2 separate regions of the Rattus norvegicus genome follow, and region 2 is linked to region 1. A link is a contact called in public Hi-C data. All regions are on one chromosome and are shown on one strand. Each heading gives the region's core, a stretch centred on a gene start, on an enhancer-like site or on the middle of the called end of the contact. The rest is flanking DNA. Distances are from core to core; before and after follow the strand shown.

Region 1 (3,831 bases), core at 833-3,332:
ACAAGTCTTTCTCCATTAGGAGACTTGCTCCCCTAGACTCTACTCGCCCCCAACATATAACGGCATCAGAAGGTAGACAGTCACTCAAGTGAATTTCCCCTTCCTTCTGATGGGACAGATGGGTGGATAGCCATGTCGAGGGAGTCCCCAAGCCTCCCTCCAAGCCTCTGAGATGGCACATGACCAACTCAGAAAGCCTACTGGCCCATGCATCTCCCTACGGGTCTCTCAGCTCCCCAACTGCACCATTTTGTTTGTTTGTTTTTGTTTTTGTTTTTGTTTTTATCATGAATCTGCACAGCAGAAGTAGACCAATAAAGAGAGATAGAAAACACTTCACGTCCAGGCAAACAAGTGTGCTCCCAAGACTGACAAACAAGGCTTGATGCAGAAGCCTTAGGGAGCTCCTGTTCCCCGTGCCCTGTGTGAAGATGGTGTTTTGTGTTTCTGTCTTTGCTTTAGCTCCATGGAGCCTGACCGGTGCCTGATCCTCTATGGCGATGACCAGGTAGGTGTGGTGGTGCCCTGAATCAAGAACCAGAATGATGTCTACTGTGCTTTCCAGGGGTGACGTAGGGGTACTCCAGTGGAGTATCTGTGTCCTGAGGCCGAAACAGACCAAGAAGGAAAATAGAAAGGGAAACAAAGTGGGATGAGAACAAGAACATTCAGAGAGCACACAAGTGGTGCTCGCTAACCTTTGTGATGCTCCCTAACACTTGAGGGGTGCTCACTAATGTGAAAGGTGATCCCTAATATGTGTGATGCTCCCTAATATGTGAGTGATGCTCCCTAAACTTTGTGGTGCTCCCTAACACTTGAGAGGTGCTCACTAATGTGAAAGATGCTCCCTAATATGTGAGTGGTGCTCCCTAACCTTTGTGGTGCTCCCTAACACTTGAGAGGTGCTCACTAATGTGAAAGGTGCTCCCTAATATGTGAGTGGTGCTCCCTAACATGTGAGTGGTACTCCCTCCCATCTGTGTGTGCTGCTATCATGTACATAGTCCTCCCTAACTTATACATGCTGCTCCTTTACATGAGTGAGGTGCTCTCTAGTGTGTGAGGTGCTCACTAACATACAAATCGGACTCCCTAATACACCCACTGTGCTCACTAAGAAGCCTGATGCTTTTAGTGAGTTTCTATTCACATCACTACACTCCAGAAGGCAGTCACCATGAGTGCTTATAAGAATGAAGAAACTGAGGTACAGTGCAACTATGCAGTTTCCCCCAGGTTCTGTCTTCCAGAGATGAGTGACTAGGCTTTGTGCTTGGCTCCAGGCTTTCTTTCACGATCACCAAGTAAACAAACAAAACTGTTTCCCATTAAACAGATGCTTGAAGACCCCAGCTAGGGATAGAAGACCCTATCTAAAATCCCTGGAGCCCTGCTGAGGAAAGAGGGAGGGAGGCTGCCTCCCCCAAGATAGGTTTTCACTCAGCCAAGATGGAGAAATCCTTCAGCCGCATGCATTTTGCTTCACAATTAGAAATAAGCCTTAAATGCTGATTTTCCCCAGCAGAGGAGACTTAGTGACCCAAAGGCAAATTGTGACTGGATAACTGGATTTTCTAGACTCTTCCTGGTGAGCTGATTTAGGGAGGTCAGGAGGGAATAGGGCAAGCATAGAACTGCACCCGCCCTCTGCCACTTCCCAATCTCTCTCAGGCACTGTCTCTCTGTGGTACTTGAAATGTTTTCACACAGAGGCTTTTCTTAGGAGGAGAGGGAGCAGACAGGACACACACACACACACACACACACACACACGTACGCATGCACATGACATATTTAATCCTACAGAGACCTGCAATCCAAGCCCCACATGATGGAATTGGGGACAGGCAATGTGCTGCCTGCTGTAGGGAACACCATTCATAAAGACGGGTACGGGAACGGTGCCTTGGATTAGCACGACACAGCCTCCAGGCTGGAATTCCCCAAATGGAAGCTGGCACGACTGTGTAGCAGGGGGAAGCCTCTCTATGTCCTCGATGTCCTGTGGCAGCCAGCGCCCGTGAGTGGAGTTCCCTGCCTCTGTCTCTTCTTGGATGCTTTCCTGGGTATGGGCAGGCCTGGTTACTGCCTTCCAGCACAAGCCAGAGAGGGAAGCCAGAACAGGTCCGGGCAGCGCGGGCTGCTCATTAGAAAGGAAGCTCATTGCTGAAAATGCAAATGACCCATTTCACCTTATCCTTCTGACAGACACGCTGGGAGCGATGACTGGCTGCTCCCTACCTGTCACCACTGCAGCTCTGATCATTGTGTGAAGCGCCTGCCGCACTTGAAGTGCATAGACAGCAGCCATCACGAGCGCCCTCCAGTTGGAGACGCAATCATCCACTGCCCCCTAGTGGAGTCCATGCGAATGACACGATAGGCGCCCTGTGTGTGCTGATTTAGGATTTAAGCAAACTGAGGTTGCGGTTTATTTTAAGAATGGCTTGCAGCGCCTGCTGATTTCATCTCTGCTGCTCGTATCTGTGCCTCTTAATTAGCAGCCCTGAGATGGAATAAAATGTCAATCACAGGTGACTTTGCGGAGCTGCGTTTGAATGTTAAAAACTCTTGGCATTTTCAAATCATATTTAAGACCTCATTTGATGATCATTCAAAAAAAATTTTTCCCCTTTAATCTGGGAAAAGATTTAAAACGAATGTAGTGTTAAGTATCTCAGGTTGGCATTTCTCTGAGGTTTGGGGTTATGTGAAAGAGAAACAAGATTATTTGTAAGACAGAGGCAGTAACCGAGACTGCTATGCCATCTAAACTGTCTCCTGACCCTGCTCTGGTAGATTTCAGAGGCTTCACAGTTTGCCTCGTTCTTTATTGTCCTATAGCCATGGCACCAGGGACCCAGTCATACTTAGCATGAGGGGAGCCACATGTGTGACAGGGGACCTTCTTTTTTACCACACTTGTGAAGGCTGCTTCCTGAGTGACTGTCCTATAGTGTCTGCAGACCTAAAGCTCATAGCATGAAAAGGGACAACAGTATTTAGCTGTGCCACAGTAAGTTCATTACGGGCTCTGCTTCCTTGGGTAGGAGGGAGAGGGAGAGGGACAGGGAGAGGGAGGAGAGGGAGAGGGAGGAGAGGGAGAGGGAGGAGAGGGAGGGGGAGGGAGAGGAAGAGGGAGGAGAGGGAGAGAGAGGGGGAGGAGAGGGAGGAGAGGGAGGGGGAGGGAGAGGAGAGGAGGAGGGGGAGGGAGAGAGAGGAGAGGGGGAGGGGGAGGGAGGAGAGGGAGAGGGAGAGGGAGAGAGAGAGAGAGAGAGAGAGAGAGGGAGGGAGGGAGGGAGGGAGGGAGGGAGGGAGGGAGGGAGACTTAATTTGTTATTTTTCATTATGTGGGTCTCCATGTGTGGGTATGGACACATGGGTGCAGGTAGCCACAGAGGCCAGTAGAGGACGCTGGATGCCCTGGAGTTAGTTGTGGGTGGCTGGGAACGACTTGGACCCTCTGAAACAGTATTCACTCTTAACTGCTGAGCCATCTCTCCAGCCCTGCTTCTTTTATCATTATTATTATTATTATTATTATTATTATTATTGTCATCATCATCATTATCACTATTACTATTATTATTATTACATTTTTAGTGTGTGTGTGTGTGTGTGTGTGTGTGTGTGTGTGTGTGGTGTGCATGCAAGCTCGAGGCACTCAGAGGACAGTTTGCTGGAGTCAGTTCTCTCCTTCCACCATATGGGACACGGGGATCAATCTCAGGCTTGTCAGTCTTGGGGCAAGTGCCTTCAGATAATGAACCATCTCACCAGCCCTAAACTGAATACCGTGTGGATGATGGGAGCTGAACCAGGTCCTCT
Region 2 (3,831 bases), core at 654-3,153, 170 kb before region 1:
CCCCTGTGGTACCTAGAGCAAGGTCCTTATTCTCGGAACCGAATGACCTGTCTTGTCAACGGCAGCTGCCTCCTGGTCTGCTGACCTCGTTTCTAAAATCGGCAGATTCTGCATGACTCATCCACCTCTGAGGAGTCTGGCTTGTGGTTGTTTCTCTTTGAGGCAGGACCGGGCTCTTCCTGTCTTACCCTAGGTAAATGCACCAAGCACAAACGACCTGTCTCACTTCCGTGGGTCGTTACTGCTTCTTTAGATCAGACCTTTGCCACTTGTCTCACCCCTTTCTCTAACCGAGCTCCCCATGCCCTTCGTGGGCAAGCATGCCGGCTTTCTTTGTAAACAGCCTTAAATACATTCCTGTCCCCTGTGCCTGGTCACAAGGCCATCATCCTTCAGACAAACCCCTGCCTTCCCCAAGCCTAAAGCTACTCTTGCTTCAAGGTCTCACATTCAGACATCCTGCAATGGCTTCTAACTTCACGGGCCTCTCTCTGCACATCATCAGCATCTCCCGTGTCACCGGTGTCATCGGGCCGATGCCACCACAGAGCATCCAGTGCTCCCTGCTTTGTGTTCAGAACTCTCTCTCCTCAGGGCTTTATGTACTCTCAATTCAGGGGACAGATGTTTGGTATTTTGCTTGATGACAGGATGCACTGGTAGCTAAGCAACGGACATCTTTCTTCTCATCAGTCTGGGGTATAAAATCTACACACGGAGCAACAGTTACCACCTGTTGAGCCAGAGCCTGGCTGGAGGGGAAGCCTCATCTTAGCTCTTTTCTGAGCTTGGGGGGGGGGGAGGCCAGCCCCCAGCTTTCTTAAGTGGAGAGAACTCTGTCCATTTTTTAATGGGTCATAGTTGGGGAAAGATTTGAGTTTCTTCCTTTTAGTGTCAGGCCTGTAAGGGGTTGCGAAGTACAGAGGGACTGATGGAGGGAAAGCCGGAGAGATTGGCTCACCAGTGGGATTTGAGGACTGTCTCTTCAGTGGAGGCTGGGCTGGGGAGACTGGAGAGGAAGCCGGGCAATTAAACGCATCGTCCCTCACAGCTTTGACCCCAGCTCTAACCTGTTTGAAAGGAAAACATCTGGCTTGTGTCTTCCCCGGGAGCTGACCAGGATGTGAACACATCGGTAAAGGATTTCAGGGCACATTCCTGAGAGTTCCCCCCTGTGGGACTTCCTAACAAGGGAGTGGAACCGAGTTCTTGGTATCGTCTCCCACCCCAGACATTGCATTTAGAGTTTAAACTATAGAAATAATTCAGAAGCCACAGTGCAAGCCCTAAATATACCTTAAACCCACGAACGCCTTCCTTTTGTCCAGCTCTGTGGACTGTGTCCCTTTAGATGTACTTTCTGTTCTTGGTAGCACTGTAATCAGCAGATAGCCCTACCTTCCCCCCCCCCCTCCTCCCTTAAAACAGACCCTTCTAATAGCTAGCATCCTGCAGTGACCAGAGCCATTAGAAGGATTACACCATTACTGTCCTGTCCAGCACACACATAATGCCCCAGGGATTGCCTTTCTTCTTTGCTTGATTTTTTTTTTTTTAATGGATGAAATCAGTGCCCAATGGTGGGTTGAAAAAATCAAAAACCGAAGAGGGCACAAGGTGACAGTCATTGTTTTCAAGGGCACCTCCCAAACAGCTTTTCCCATTTGAGATTCCTTTGTGAAGGTGACGGCAGATGTCGGTCTCGAGGATAAAGCAGGCTCTGAAAGCACGCGGACAGGTAACGGACCTCTGTTCCTCGTTACCATAATACTGAATGCTCATCCTCTCCCAAGCACCACAGCGAATGTGTGCTCTGCCTGCTCGCCTACGGTTGTTTGTGCTGCAAAGAACCCGGGCCCAGCCCAGAGCCACGTTGCAGGGCTCAGGATTGCTCTGAAACACTGCCACCTAGTGGCAAAATGAGGTACGACAGCACACATCAAGGGCGCCGGGAACTGCAGCAGCTCCAAGGCGAGGAGTTAAAAAATCAGGAGCACAAAGACAGAGGAGGCCAGTTTGGAAATGCCTAAATAGGGCAGGAGACAGGAAAAAGGAGCGGGGGACCTGGAGCGTGAAGAGAGGAATTAAAAGTAACAAATTGGTGGCAGTGAGCTGTTTTCCCCGAGAGCTAGAGATGTGGGTAAGATGAGCTAGGAGACTGCCTCCATTTGCATGGCTCAGTCTGGCTTGTGTCTGGATTCTTAAGGATCCCGGGGGCTCTGTTGAGCTCAGGAAGTCACTGTGCTTCTGTTTCCTTGCTTTGTGGGCTGAGTGAGACCTCAAAGTCTTCCTTCAGTTGAAACATTGTATGAATTTGTTATCTGAGAAATGCAGGGGCAGGCAGCATAGCGTTGGTGGTCCTTAAATCATTTGTGTGGCTTCTGGTTCCTGTGTGTGGGGAGACTTAAAAACACACAAACAAATGAACGGACAAACAAGCGACCACTTCCATCTTGCCTGTCTTCAGTGGGCTATAGAAGCCTAGAAGAAAGAGAGTCTTCTAGCCTGTGGTGACTCTCGGGACCTGTCAAACCTTCCAGTATCAGCCAAGAGGGAGAGCCAGCTCCTAGAGATCTGGAGGCTTCTAGTACTTCAAGATAGGCCGGGAGGGTGTGGGGAGGGAACTGGCACGGAAGTAAATCTGGATTTAAACGAAACACTGTAGTGAACTCAGAGCCATTATAACGGGTTCGACCTTATCGGATGGGTTTTGTCTTTTGCCATTCGTGGGCACTCCTTGGGAAAAGTCATCCGTGATGGCTGTTTTACACACTGTGGATGTCATTTTCACATCCCAGGGCTGAAAGAAGATGTGGGCTCAGCCTCCACCACCGCCACCGTTTGAAGAAACCCAGGTTGCGCTCCCTCTTTCACTGAGGGCTTGGTGGTCCTGCTCATCAAAGCGTTCGCATGGGGAACTCGGCGGAGGGGATTTAAATTCCATCTCGGTGGAGTTTGAACCAAAACACACTGCCCAGCGCCACTTCATAAGCCGAGAATCATCAAGCCAGCCCCAAACAGCTCGAGGGGTCCTTGCCATCGTCGCTCAGCGTAAATCAGTAAAATGACAGGCAATTGACTTTGAAGACGGCTCTCACACGGCTGAGTGGCTGGAGCTTCGGGAAGCAGATGTAAAACACTTGTGATTAGCACCAGAGTAAACAGTGGATTGGGCTCTATCGTCCACACCCCCTCCTGCTCTGCGTCTCTCATTAGGCAGAAGTCAACATGTCCCTCGGTGTGGGGATGTGGTCATGGTTGGACTTAAGTTTGTATTTCAACACTGTCTCAGTTAGGGTTTGACTGCTTGCAAACGACACCTTGACCAGGGCAACTCTTACCAGGACAACATTTAATTGGGGCTGGCTTACAGAATCAGAGGTTCAGTCCATTATCATCAAGGCAGGAACACGGCAGCATCCAGGCAGGCCTGGTGCAGGAGGAGCTGAGAGTTCTACATCTTCATCTGAAGGCTGCTGGTGGAACACTAACCTCCAGGCAGCTAGGAGTAGGGTCTTAAAGCCCACGCCCACAGTGACACAACTACTTCAACAAGGCCGGACCTCCAAATAGCGCCACTCCCTGGGCCACGCCCACACAAGCCGTCACATCACCTGATGTGTACTTCTGGCTTCCCCAGAAGGAAAAGACGAAATAGACTTGGTTTGACGGTTTGTTTTCTATGAAGACATAAAATAGGGGTGAGAATCAGATCCTTCCAACGCCAAAGCTTGTTGCCGTGCTATGATGCCATATCACAGAGTTTGGCCCTGGGGCTTAGAGTTTCTCTAGATGGAAAGGGGAGCATCTGAGAGATTGACACCTGGCAGT

What was found. Hi-C and Micro-C count contacts between places; a contact is called where the count stands out from the background.
Region 2: a contact with region 1 is called in a Hi-C map of the A7r5 cell line, with 6 times the contacts expected there. The contact joins two enhancer-like sites. A contact is called at or near these places in 5 of 12 Hi-C or Micro-C datasets (the A7r5 cell line, the Rat2 cell line, Schwann cells and 2 more) and 1 of 1 datasets of contacts at active chromatin or transcription factors (oligodendrocytes).

The regions. Positions count from the first base shown.
Region 1 is chr12:10,536,247-10,540,077 of GRCr8, reverse strand. No RefSeq gene overlaps it. Among named protein-coding and RNA genes, the nearest start is that of Wdr95, 36 kb to the right of the region's middle. Within about 2 kb of position 2,082, at least 21 of the 93 cell types and tissues checked have an H3K27ac peak or open chromatin away from gene starts, as enhancers often do. A contact at or near this core is called in the A7r5 cell line, where this site is marked.
Region 2 is chr12:10,704,868-10,708,698 of GRCr8, reverse strand. No RefSeq gene overlaps it. Among named protein-coding and RNA genes, the nearest start is that of Rpl28-ps11, 19 kb to the right of the region's middle. Within about 2 kb of position 1,903, at least 23 of the 93 cell types and tissues checked have an H3K27ac peak or open chromatin away from gene starts, as enhancers often do. A contact at or near this core is called in the A7r5 cell line, where this site is marked.